Regions from separate parts of the Mus musculus genome. Here region 2 is linked to region 1. Evidence: chromatin contacts called from public promoter capture Hi-C data. All regions are on one chromosome and are shown on one strand. Each heading gives the region's core, a stretch centred on a gene start, on an enhancer-like site or on the middle of the called end of the contact. The rest is flanking DNA. Distances are from core to core; before and after follow the strand shown.

Evidence for each region. Promoter capture Hi-C pulls out the DNA fragments that hold promoters and counts their contacts.
Region 2: a contact with region 1 is called in a promoter capture Hi-C map of second pharyngeal arch cranial neural crest. The contact joins two enhancer-like sites. A contact is called at or near these places in 3 of 39 promoter capture datasets (cranial neural crest, maxillary cranial neural crest and second pharyngeal arch cranial neural crest).

Annotation. Positions count from the first base shown.
Region 1 is chr3:149,180,761-149,187,562 of GRCm38.p6, forward strand. It overlaps Gm30382 (a long non-coding RNA gene), which reads right to left. Exons shown (of 3, transcript XR_001784032.1): 3 at 427-1,622. Among named protein-coding and RNA genes, the nearest start is that of Gm52619, 8.1 kb to the left of the region's middle. Within about 2 kb of position 3,356, at least 23 of the 459 cell types and tissues checked have an H3K27ac peak or open chromatin away from gene starts, as enhancers often do. A contact at or near this core is called in second pharyngeal arch cranial neural crest, where this site is marked.
Region 2 is chr3:151,228,975-151,235,776 of GRCm38.p6, forward strand. No RefSeq gene overlaps it. Among named protein-coding and RNA genes, the nearest start is that of 4930555A03Rik, 62 kb to the right of the region's middle. Within about 2 kb of position 3,502, at least 1 of the 459 cell types and tissues checked has an H3K27ac peak or open chromatin away from gene starts, as enhancers often do. A contact at or near this core is called in second pharyngeal arch cranial neural crest, where this site is marked.

The DNA.
Region 1 (6,802 bases), core at 2,106-4,605:
AATGTATTGTTTTCACACTGTAATTAAATAGACAAGTCATCGTGTGTTAAAAATCAACTCATTATAAAAATCTGAGGACTTATAATTTGCTACCCAGACAATATTCTAACTAAGGAGCTTAGCAGCGGATGTGTAGAGGGGGAAGGAATGTAACTCACAAGCAATCAAACGATCAGAAGGTTTTTCTTAGAGTTATTTCTTCATATACTTATCTCAAGCAATGAGCTAATGCTCTAGAGAAAATTATTACAGCTTTAAAACATTGCCTCACAAAGACAAAATAAAAGGCTAAATATAAAAACAACTAAACAGCTTTTATTTGTTGTACATCATATCCCTAAGGCAAAAAATTTTAATAGCACACGAGTTGTGTTAAATAAAGTACTGCTTTCATTCAGTTCTTATTAAAAAAAAAAAAAAGCCCTTCTAGAATTAAAAGATTTTTGCCCCTATTCCAAATTTTTTTTTGTTCTTTCTCTTTTGTCTATATATCAGATTAACTTTTCATTTCATTGCCAAATCAAATTCTCTTTGTCTTTTTTTTCCAGAGGAGGGCAGGGTGGGAAGTTGGTCTTGGACTGGGAAAAGATAAATCAATAGCTTTTGTTTATATAGCTGAATCAATAATGTCTTCTTTTCATATAGGACTTGGTATCAAGACCATTTTGTTTCACAGTCTCAGGAACTCAAGAAGAAACATGTAACCCATGATTCACAGACATCCTTATAGAATAATAGCTCTGAGGGAGTGGGGCAAATAGGGTGTGTGCAATGTGTGTGTGTGTGTGTGTGTGTGTGTGTGTGTGTGTGCTCGTGCATGTGAGTGTCACATTCTGACATGCTCTTGTGTGCACTTACTGTTGTTTTTAGCAACTGAGAAGAGAGGTAAAGTGTGCAGGTCAAGGGTCTTTGGACTCATGTTATGAGAAGTTTAGGTTGTATGTGTTGTATGTGTGGTGTGTGTTGTATGTGTGGTGTGTCTGTTGTAATGCATGGGAGTATGCAGCTGGGTGAACCTGAGCATGAACACAGAAGCCACAGATGTCTTCTGCTGTGGCTCTGCACCCGATTCCTTTGAGACAGGTTGTCTCACTGAATTGGAAGTTTGCTGTTTTGGCCAGGCTACCTTACCAAAAATCTCCCAGGATCTCCCTGCTTCTCTTCCCTTTAATGTTGACATTACACAACCATAGTTAGCTCTTTTTATATTTTCTTAAGTGTTGGTTATAGAAGTTTCAACTAAGAATCTTTTATCTGCACAGCAAATCATCACCCACTGAGATATCTTCCTAATCTGAACATGGGCTCTTTGGAAATGTATGGTGGGCTATACAAGAATGTGTGGAAACTTGAATCAAACAAAGCATTGTTCTTATAGGACCAATGATTTTAATATACTTCTTGCTGACATCACTAGCAACTTGCTCTGTTCTGTAACCTTTAAAAGTGCAGCATATCCCAAAATGAGTTACTTATTAAACAAATGTTCTTTTTCTAGTGCAACTGACCTTTAAACGATTATTTCTCGGAGCCCACAACAAAGAGAAATTCACCTGCCGCCTTTACACTTTTGATGCGCTACCGTGAGTGGATCCCCAACCTTTTCATAACCTGGAAGAAACCTGATACACAACATGGAATTACAAAATGCTAATGAGCACTTTTTCCTTTAAGGGGAAGTCTTATTACTCTGTTAGCATGCTGGGATGTGCAGAAGCTATGCAAAAGGGTAGAAGTAAGCTGTTACTGCCTTCAACCTGCAACAATTTTAGATATCACAACTCTAGAGTCCTGGGATTGTAGTCATTTAGCCACTAAGGGCAGTTTCTGCAGGTTTTCCCCTATAACTTTTAAAGTGTGTAGCTGTGGGTCCCTGTAGGTGTGGGTATGTGTGATAATGGGTGGATAGGGTGTGCCTTTAAAGTTGCATTTAATTGAGAAAGTAGCGTTGTCACATTCGGGAACCTACTCAGTGTTTGTAGATAATCTGAGGTGAACCTCTACCCACTTAACCTGGAGACTCATCATCTGTATAAAAGGAAGAGGTTTTGTGATATTATATACATATACATATACATATACATATACATATACATATACATATACATATACATATACATATGCATATACATATACATATACATATACATATACATATACATATACATATACATATACATATACATATACATATACATATACACATACGTGTGTGTGTGTGTGTGTGTGTGTGTGTGTGTGTGTGTGTCTTGGTTATTCTTAATTAAATGGAGGTGGTAAAAGCAAGCTTTATTCAGGAATCAAATCAATCTAGCACATATTTAGAAGCTATGCATTTGTAAGAACTGTGTTTCCCCACATCCCATTGCTCTTTTCGTTGGCAGGTAACCTAGTTTATATTTCCGTAGACTTGAGGAATCTAACAGAAAGTTCATTAGCCTAAATATTTTCACTCAGAGAAAAGTGAAATTCTATTTTTGAAAAATCCCATGAAAAATAATTTTACCTGCAAACCCAGTAACATGCTAAGAGTCCACACTTCACACATACGGGGTTGTAAACTCAAGGCACAGATATCCACCTATGTTCAAGAATAAAAATTTTTTCTTGCAAAATCTAAGCCTAAAAGAGGTAGCTGGATGATAATAGATAGACAAATAGCTAGATAAATAGTAGATAGATAGACAGACAGATAGATGGATAGATGATAGATGATGATAGATGATAGATGATGATAGATGAGTGGACGTGTTGGTTCAAAGGTAATGGGCTTAAAATGTTAAGTCCCATTGCTTTAAACAACAATCCCTCTCCTTTTTCACTTATAAAATATGTCTACTGGAATGAATTACAAAAGTATCTGAGAATTCTTTTAAATAATGAAAACAAAGTATTTTTTAAATAACTTCCACAGAAGTTTTTTTTTTTTTTTGGACTCTAATGTGATAATATTTTCTAAATCATAAGGGCAGGGCAGCTAAAAGCTCCGAGGAAAAAAAACCAAAATTAACATCCTTTTGGGGAAAAAAATCAACTCCAAAAGAAAAAAAAAATAGCAATATATCTTGTTTGCCTTCTACAATTTAATTTACAAAATGGCAAATCGGTTATTTTATTGACATGTTACCACAGAGAAAAACAGCCAGACCTTAGACTAAAGGAGTTTATTAACAAGACTTCCGGAGTCTTATTCATTAATTTGGTTGGCTGCTGACAAACAGAAGAAAATCAACAGCTCTGGATAAAATAATCATCCAGGGCTTCGATGTCTGTAAACGATTTAAATTCCTGACATTGAATATTTATAGTGAGCCATGAGCCTTTGACAGTCACCATATTTCAGCCGGCTCTCGGCTCCCAACACAGACACAAACCCAGAGGTTTCCTGATGGATCTTCAGCCCCTCGCCTCTCTTGGTCGTTTGGTCTGTGTCACCATGAGATAAGGGACACCCAGAGTGTTACTGACAGTCTCCTAAGACCTCACCCCCTGCCTGGTGGTCCTCCCTCCCCAGAACTATAGTTCAGATGCATGAGGCCCTCTGCCCTTTCAGCGGCAGCCCTGTGGGATAGTTCTACACTTATCACCGCGATCACAAATCAGCATTGGCTTCCATCCTCCGGCTTCAAGAGCCTACTCTGCCAGGCAGCAGAGACAGCATTTCGGCCGCAGATGTGACCGGTTAACTGTACAAGCAAAGAGGGGAAATCCACGCAACAATACTTCATTCAGCGAGGGAGTCTGCAGCGGATTACAGCTTCTCTCTGCTTAAGTCTGGTCTTAATTTACTGCTTTTATTCAGTTTTCAACCACAAACGAGCCCCTTATGAGGTATTCACTAGGCAGAATTGACAACTCTTTTTATCTACTTGAAAAATATTTTTGGATAATAATTTATGGTTACAAAATATTTTAAGCAGTTTGAACACTTATCATGCTTTCGATGCTTAACCGTGCAGTATCCTCTGTTTAAAAAATAGTAATAATAATGGACTCCCAGACAATCTGGTCATGTTACACACAGCATTTGTAACAACGGAGTGATTTGGCCACATAGAAACACAAATTAAAAAAAAAAAAAAAAAAAAAAAAGAACTCCACGTATTTCACGGAGAATGTCTTTCCTAGGCTCTTAAATTGCATCTCAGGAGAACATCAGAGTCCAGAATGGTATATCCAGGCTCCGAATGTGGGAAAAATAATTTTGGCAAGTATTGTATTTTACTTATGGGTTAATGTTTAAAATAACATATTTTTGAATACTCTTCAGAAGAGAAAAAAAAGCCGTCTCTCTGTGGACACGAAGTACAGTTCATGTTCTGTTTGTACTTTATATAGGAACCTGGAGGGCAGAGACTAATTTAGACTGTTTGTTTGTTTGTTTGTTTGTTTATATAGTCAAATGTTTTCCTGTACTTAGTTCTGATTTAATGCTGTCAGGTAAACTGTCTGTCTGCAGGTGCCTGTTAGGATGGGAGTGGGCCTTTCTGAAGACTGAGTGCCAGTCACTAGGACTAAACTGGAAACTACTTCTCACCACAGGTTCAAAATGCAAGCTATCCGTGTGCAATAAATGACAAATGCCAGGGTCAGGCTTGTTTCTGCAGAACGTCCTGGTTTTGCCACCCAATGATCTGTGACTACAACGGACCCAAGTGAACGACAAGGAAGAAGGAAAGCATTGTGTAAGCAAAGACCAGGACACAGTGCAGTTGGCATTCTTTGAGATAGAAATATTGCTTTTTTTTAAAATGGCTTTAGATTTTTAAACCATGGGTACAGGAAGCTCTGCAAGTTTTTTTTTTCTTGACAGAATTTGAGTATTCCAGACTCCTTTCCTCAATTTCTTTCTTATTTTTTATCATCAAAGAGTAGTTATGCGTAATAAAAGTTTCATTGTGACATTTTCATACACGTATATGAGGCATTTTGATCAAAATCACCTCCTGTTACCCATGCTTGCTCCTCTCCTTACCTAGCTGATTCCTTTACTTCTCCTGTTAGCTCTCTTTCTAGTCTCATGGCTAGTGTGTGTGTGTGCGTGTGTATGTGTGTGTGTGTGTCCCAATGGTTCTCATTAATGTGGGTGGGGGTTTGTTTATAAGAACCTTGGTATGCTAGCAGTGGCTATAGCACTGAAGAAACTGCCAGACTCCTTGATGGGAAGGAACTCTTCCTATTATGAAAGGAGCCTTCGTGGGCAGATACTCACTGACGTTAGGCAGTCATTTGGTTCCCTCATCAGCCTACATGCCATCTTAAGCTAAGTATTGAAGAAAGTACATTTGGCCTCAAAAGGAAAAGACATGGCTTTAACGAGAAAGAGCTAGACAGCATCCTCTACAGGTCTCTTCAAGTTTCATATGTAAATCATATTTAAAATTCAAATTATGCATGTGTTACAAGGGGGAAAACTACGTAAATGTGCAATAGGAAAATAAAGAACTGTATCATTCTGGTTAGTTACGTGACTATTCCCTCTTTGTACGCTACAATTCTGTTTGGTTTCCATCATAAAAACAGGTAGGGCTTGTTGACTGTTGGTTACTCCTGTTGGTTTGAATTCCTGCTGGAAAGGGTTCAGAAGATCATTCTTGTCCTTGTAGAAGGCGTCACCGCCTGCCTTCCCCTGCGGAGAGAATGCATCGCCTCCATGATGCGCTCAGAATAGTATAAAAGATAAGGCTTGGAAGGCCACAAGCTAGGCCACAGCAGCATCGAATGGAAGGACGCCTACTGTAGTCCCTAAATAATTTATGGTAAAATTGTTTCATTAACAATGCGATAACCTCATTCTGCTATTCAACACAAACTTATTAAAGCATAGACAAGAGCGACTTTAGTAACTAGTGAAGGAGGTTTGGAATATGACAATTCCAGTGATCTAGCTCTGTCATCGGGCAAATGTCAGCTCTCATCAGCAGCCATGTGTCAAAGGTAACACACAGAGAGGTGACACCTTCTCTTTGCTTCCCTGTCATGGTCTTTACCTTTATATACCAGATTCCAGGTACCCAAATTCTGTCTTGTTTTCTTTCTGTCCCCACCAAGGACTATGTGTAAAGTATGGGAGGGGGGAGGAGGGAGGGAGAGAGAAAGGGAGGAAGGGAGACACACACACACACACATGGACAGAGAGAGAGAGAGAGAGAGAGAGAGAGAGAGAGAGAGAGAGAGAGGGAGACACACACAGAGAGAGAATGAGAGGTAGTAATTTTTAACAGCAAAACTTTCTCATTATATATCTATCACAAAGTAATCCAGGTTTAAAAAGTTGTTTTCTTAGTCACTGTATAAATTCAAGATTCTAATGGCCTTAAAAACATGCCAGCCCTTATCATTTATTTCCTGATAGGAAATTGAGAGCTCAGTTTGGGGTCCGTGGGAAGCAGGTGATTCAATGTGATTTGAAAAGGGAAAGAAAACTTGATAAGACATTATCAATCCATCTCGACACTCTCCTAGTGGTCTGTACACTTTACTAAACTTTTTTAAATCCAGCTTTATTAAAAGAAAATTAAATGAAAAATACAAGGAAATCTTTCTGTAGCACATGTCTTAGAGTGAAGCACCCACACGGTGTGGTGGGAATAGTTGGGCATTTAAATAACCTAAAAAGAAAAGGGCAGCAGGCTGAACAGAAGCAACTAAGAGGCTCCACCCTCATCCCAGTGCCTCGAAGATGTAGGAAAAGGAAAGATCTGAAATGAAAATACAGCCAGGCATGGTGGTGCACACCTTTAACCCCAGCACTCGGGAGGCAGAGGCAGAGGCAGAGGCAGAGGCAGAGGCAGAGGCAGAG
Region 2 (6,802 bases), core at 2,252-4,751, 2.0 Mb after region 1:
TTCAGTTGGCCAGACTAGCTTCAGCATGAGCTAACTATGCAAAGGAAATCATGCTCTAAAATCCACTGTCAGTGCAGATTCATTCTGTCTTTCAAATCTTTCAAGGGTGGGCGTAAGGAATAGGAGTCAATAAACAAGCTGTATAAATGGCTGGGGGAGGGGGGAACAAATTTGTGTTAGATGCGAAACAAATTTGGCACAAGCCAGAAAACTAAGATGATGGATACAACTTGGAGGGTTTTGGTTGGTTGGTTGGTTGACTGGTTGGTTTGGTGTTTGTTTGTCTGTTTTAAACAGGGTTACAGTGGAAGACTATTTATTGCCCCTTAAAGGGTTTAAAGTTTATAATGTAGTTGATAATCTTGTACTGTGTTTCCTATATTTCAACCAGGGACAATAGTTTGTATATTATACACAAATTCCAGCTCATGAAAGTAAAATTGTGTCTCCAAATTTCCTACCTATTCCATGTTGGGAACAAGGCTATAACTATTCTCTTCGAAGGATTTGATTGTCCACATGGACAATCGTTTCTAAGTGCTAAAGCAAATTAATTTAAATATACATAATGTTGGGATGTATGGCGGGCATACTTACCACCTTACTGTTACTTGTGTGTGTAGTGAAAAATGTGTGAAGTACCAAATTATACTTTTATATGACGTCTTGATGCTTTGGGAATGGTGGGATGTATGCTGACAGGAAAGACCCTGATTGGGAGATTAAGGATATCTACTTGATATATTTTATACAAATGAATAGGATTCTGTTGTTGATTATTACAAATGTATACTAATCAGCCATAAATAATACTGTATAAAATAAAAAGCAAGTGAATGCCATGGACTCTCTTCAAGACATGTAAATGTGTAATATGTGTGCTCCCTAGTGAGGCTTATTTATCCATACATGTTTGATTGTCTGTGTGTCTGTGTGTCTATACTTATACTTTAACACTTTGTACTGCATAGGAAACATACATATAATTTTATATGCCTAATTTTAAAAGTAATTAATTTTTGAAAAGAATGCTATTTGATAGAAAGTAAGCAATACTTACTGATTGGTGATTCTAAGTGACGTATGTACAACATAATGTTTACAGTAGGATGAGCATATCTTTCCTAAGTATATATGATTATTCCTTTGTGAAGAAAACATACAATATACTTAATTGCAAGGTCATTTTTATCTACATTATATCAATTTAATCTAGAAACACCAGTAGCCAACAAAGGCTTATATTCCCTATTTCACTATCATTTACTGCTTGATTACCAGCCTTCTTTCATAACCTCTTTGTGAAAAACTTTCCAACCTCTGGTTTCCCCGCTTCTATTCCCCATTCCTAGAAATTAGCTTTTAAGGAACCATGTATGTGCGAGGTTTGGTAATATTTGTCATCTATAACTGCTTATTTCAATTTAGCTAATTCTTCCAGTTCTCTTCATGTGCTCATAAATGGCATGAACTTCACTGAGATTTCAGTTTGCCTTGGCTATAGAAGATTAAGCAGTCTCATAACACAGCAGGTTGCCACAATAGTCACAGCAGAGACAATAAGATGTGGTGAATATAGAGATGAAGAAAGGAAGCAGGTTACAGAATGAATGTCTGCCTTGGCATTCTCAGTGACCATCATTAAGGAGAGTCAGAAGACTTGTTAGGGGTTGCACATAGCAGAAACAGTTACTGATACCATATGGATATGTATATTATGTATAAAGTATGTGAAACTATATATTTGTATGTATGTATTCACATAAACACATATTCACAAGCACATGCACATATGTAAACATACAAATAGTGTCCCAAAATAATTGCCAGTTACCTACTCATATTGTTCAAATCCTTAGAGCAGAAATGGAATCCTTGCAAATGGTTCCGAGGACATGGGAGCCTGAGTCAATATGACTGTCTTTCCAGACACACACTTTTTGAACCATAGAAACTTGGAAATGGAACTTTGAACCTCAGCTTCTACATTTACTGCACAAGATAACAGTACTACCTAGGTCAACAGTGCTAGTATGAAGCAAGAATGGGTAAGATTATATTTGTGTATAATCAATGATGTAGTAGCAAGTGACAGATATAAATGAACCAATAGATTTGATTCTAGTCACCAGTCCTTGTATAGCAAGAAAATAGTGTGTACTATGGAGAATCAAGAGGGGCTCAGTTGCAGTTTGGTGACTGATTATGTAAAAAAGGGACTTAGTGGGAAAAGACCCTGAAGGTACAGAAAAGATCAGAGCTCACTTCATATTAGAGGAGGCATAAATCTGCCTTAGGAGACCTACAGGGCTTCAGTAGGCATGGACTCCTGGAGTAGATGTTTCAGTTAACAAAATGACCAATGTATTATACATATTATCAAAGACAGTGGTTTTAAATGTTCTTGTAAAGACATTCTAAGTAATGAAAAAAACAATGGAAGACTGAATGACTGGAGACCTCTGGGGACTGTGAAAATAATAACCTGCTTAGGGGTGACAGTTCCCTAACCTGAGTGTCAGCTAGAGGGACTCTAGATTAAGTGTTTTATAAAACCATTGCTCTTTTCTCCTATTGTCCCTGCTCAGACATCATCTGAGCTTTGTCCTTTCAGTGTCTTCTATGGACTTAAAAGCTACCAACTCAGGAAGCCAACTTTAATTTACCCTGTCTGCTAATGTCCCTCTAACACTTACTCGCTCTAAATAAATGCAAACTAATAAGTATTGAGAAAAGCCCATGTGCTTCCTTTTAACTAGCATCATATATTTATAATAGCCACATATGATCAGTACAATTCAATATACCACAGTTTCTGATTTTAAAAAATTCAAGGAAAGAAGCTAAATGAAATTGCTTAAAATTCTCTATGGAGGTCTTTGGTAGAAAAATGGGATACGACCACAGCATTGGTCTTAACCATTAACTTCTATGGCATCCAAATCCATGTTCAATGGGGAAGCAGGGAACCAAACATTATTTAAAGACCATCCTTAGGTCTGGCACGTTAAAAATCTTCTACTATAGAAAAAATGTAATAACTGACTAGATTTCCAACTGTAGCCCATCAATCATGATCTTTAAAATGAGAGATCGTGCATTTGATCAGTAACAATTTTACTAATGCAATAAAAGTAAAACATGAAATAGCCTATAAAACCCGGCCTACACTATCATAGCATTATAAAAGTCTATGGATGGCAAATCACAGTTATATTTTCTTACTATAAAATAATAACTATGCAGAAGCTTGAGTGTTGGGATTTAGCTATGTCTGAAAACGCATTTCACATTGTGGCTAAATCTATCTGCTTTTCCACTTTATACTCCATCCTAACTTGTTATAATTTCTGGTTCATTCATTTTACATAGGAAAGTTAGACTAAATAATAGTTTAAATGTAAGTGGTGGTTTAAATACAGGAGACCTGCAGAGTACTATTGAGTTCTCAAATAACTTCTGATTTTTCCAGATGCAATTTATCCAATTTAACCTCATTATCCTCACTTTATCCTCCCAACAAGAGGTCTGTGGGCCACTTTAAGGTCCTTTGTACATTAGTGCTTCTAAGGAGAGATGGATGTAATGACAGAGGGTGAAGTTCAAACAGCCCATTTTGCTGACGCCTCCGTCATTTTAAAGAGTTTTTGACCGAGGCATAAAATTAGCACTTCTAATTGAAGTGTGATTTATTTTTGATGTAATGGGCCCAATTTTTGTTCTTTATTCATTCAGCTATGCAGAAAAGATTTCATTTGGTCTCAGCATCCCATGACAGCATATGCCTGAGCTTTCTCCAGCAACGTCATGTAACTTAAGGGTCTGTTTTAAAGTGTTATGTGCACAGATTTGTCTTTTAAATCTCTTAGCTTCTCACCAGTTGCTGTTCTCAGCTATACTGCACATAGACATTTGAACTTACTGTTTAATCTGTGAATTGTTGACTTTTTGTTTTGTATTCCTGCCATTTCACAACCTTTAGTATCCCACCCAGTCCTGCACATATAGGTTTCTGTATTTACCCTGCTCTATCTTGTAGTTCATAGAGACACAGACCTATAACAACAGAAGCAGAGACAGAACCCACAAGAACCTGAGAGTATCTTTCAAACACCCATGTTCTCCACTCAAGTAAAGCAGATTCTCTTAACAATCCTCCAGGAAGGGATTACCCCAAACCAATCAGTAGCCTTCCTCTACTCAAAGGATTGCTGGCTCCTTGCCAGCAGGTCCAGGTAAGTGGAGAGAGGTCCTGGTCCCACCAGGGTCTTTCCAGGTTGAGCAGATGTCTGGTGTCGATGCCCAAAAGAACACACTGAGCTTGGAGTCTTGTCGAAGCAGGAACTCAACTTTATGGCATCAGCCTCTTGTTTGTATAAGTTTGGAATGTAAGGAGGGGGAATTTTGGTGGGGCAAGATGACATAGGCTGTGAGAAAGCGTTGGCAGAATTAATATACTAAAAATGGCCATCTTGCCAAAATCAATCCATGTGGGGAGCGGGTGTGGCGGCAGTCCCAAAGGCGCCAGGGACTGTAGCTAAGTCGTATGACTTGCACCTGACTTCCTCATATAAGACACAAACATCTTGAGTGCTGTGCAGGTGTACCAGGATACAGGTGAATCCAATTTGATGGAGATATGCCCCTGCTGCCCTGATTAGCTGAAGCTGCGTGCCTGGTGAGGTGGCGTGGCCTGCTGTGCGTGGATGGGAACTGAGAGTATAAAAGAGTGAGAGGCCCAGGGTTCGGGGGAGATATAAAAACAAGGGAAGATATAAAAACAAGGGAGATATAAAAACAAGGGAGATATAAAAACAAGGGAGATATAAAAACAAGGGAGATATAAAAACAAGGGAGATATAAAAACAAGGGAGATATAAAAACAAGGGAGATATAAAAACAAGGGAGATATAAACAAGGGAGATATATGGAGAAAGAAGAAACAGGACTGAATAAATGTGTGCAGAAGGATCCTGTAGCAGCGTCGTTCTTCCTGGCCTGTTGAGTGCGCGCAACAAGTGGTGCCGAAACCCGGGACGAGAAGACCTGGGACGAGAAAACACGGGACGAGAAACATCTTCAGGCAAGAGCGAAGACCCCCTGCTACAGGAAGGATTCAGAACTGCATCACTGGGAAGGAGCGGTTAATAAAGTGTTCCCGTAAAACAGACTGTTGAGAAGGATCCGGCATGGATTCAGAACTCTTCAGCTGGGGAACGGTACTGATGAAGAGAAAGAAGAGAGATCAGGACTGAATAAACTGCTGTTAAAAGGACTGGTGGTCGCATCATTCTTGCTGGTCGAGAGCGGACGCGACAATTGGTGGCCCGTACGGGGAACCGACTCCCCCACCGAGTTCAGAACTTTCAGCAGTCAGTGGTTGCCCGCAGGGTAAGTTCACGGTGAGTGAAACTTGCGACCCCAGGAGTTTGGGAAGGACCTCGGATAAAATAGAGGTGAGCATAAAGTTGCCAGGAAGTAGGCACAAAGTAACCCAGGAGTTTGGGAAGGACCTCCGATAAAATAGAGGCGAATATAACGTTGCCAGGAAGCAGGTACAAGGTAACTAAAGGTTCATGGCTTTGGGACAAGTTAAGGTTCACGGTTTCAGGACAGATTAAGGAACTATGATAACCTCAGTGTAGTGATCAATAGATCCTCGCTGTGTAGTTATGCTTTTTTCTCCCATTGACCCTTTGTGGGTAGGTCTGATAGTTTTGGTCTTGTTTGTTCTGATATATGGACTCTGTTACTGTTTGAAACTGTGTGTAGAGGCAGTCAAGACAGGTCAGAAAATCCTTACAGAGCAACAAGAAAGTATGTCGGAAGAGGAGAAGGGCTTAAAAAGAAAAAGGAAAAAGAAAGGAGACACAGTGTTATCAGGTGGACAGAAAGGACAAAATAAAAGAGCCGAGGTGGAGGAGGAAGGCGAATTAGCTTTTGTGCCGCCTCCCTATGCCTCCTCAGCAGCCACCTGTAGGTGGACCTTCTGTCCGGAGATTTGGAGAGGATCGACCAGATCAGGTGTTGACGTGGGCGAGAGGGTCTGTTTGTGTGTTTCCACAGGACCAGATGGAACCTCTTTGGGTGCCGGAGAGATTGGTGAGACGCTACAAGAATGAGGCTCCTGATCCAGTTGCCCCGTGGATGTGGTGGATGGTCCCACAAGCACAAAGGATGGAGCCAAGATGGGAGATCCTTTCGGTATTCCAGAAGCCGATACCAGCTCGACATGACATTCAAATTTTTCCATGCCTTTTTGATCCCTGAATTCCTTTTATAGAGATAGCCGCTCTGGCTATCTATCCCTTGCTTCAGGGAAGATGAGTAGGGATGAGAGCCCTGGGATGTATGCTTGTTATAGTGCGTGTGCGTTGTGTGTTTGGCACATGTGTTAGGTGCAGAGTGTGCGGGCCCGCACTTTCGCCATGGTAGCTTAGGCTTTTGCTGCAGTGGAGGCGGGACAATCTCCTCAGATTTGGTTTGCCGCTCTAAAAGAAATTATGCTGCGTTATGCCGTGGGGTGCAAGGCTAAGCACTGCACAGAGGATAGCTTGCTGTTGGCATCCTGTGGAAGGCATGTCTGATTGCATGAAGGTTCAGTGTCCTAGTTCCCTTCCCCCAGGAAAAACGACACGGGAGCTGGCCAAGACCTCTCTGGGTGATGAGCCTAAGGGATGGTTTTGTGTAGGGCCCCTATGCTTGCACACTGGGGATCAGACCTCTACCTTCACCCATGAGGCTTGCTTGCAGCAATTAAGATCTGGCCATAGATTAATCAACATCCTGGCCTTTTGATGCA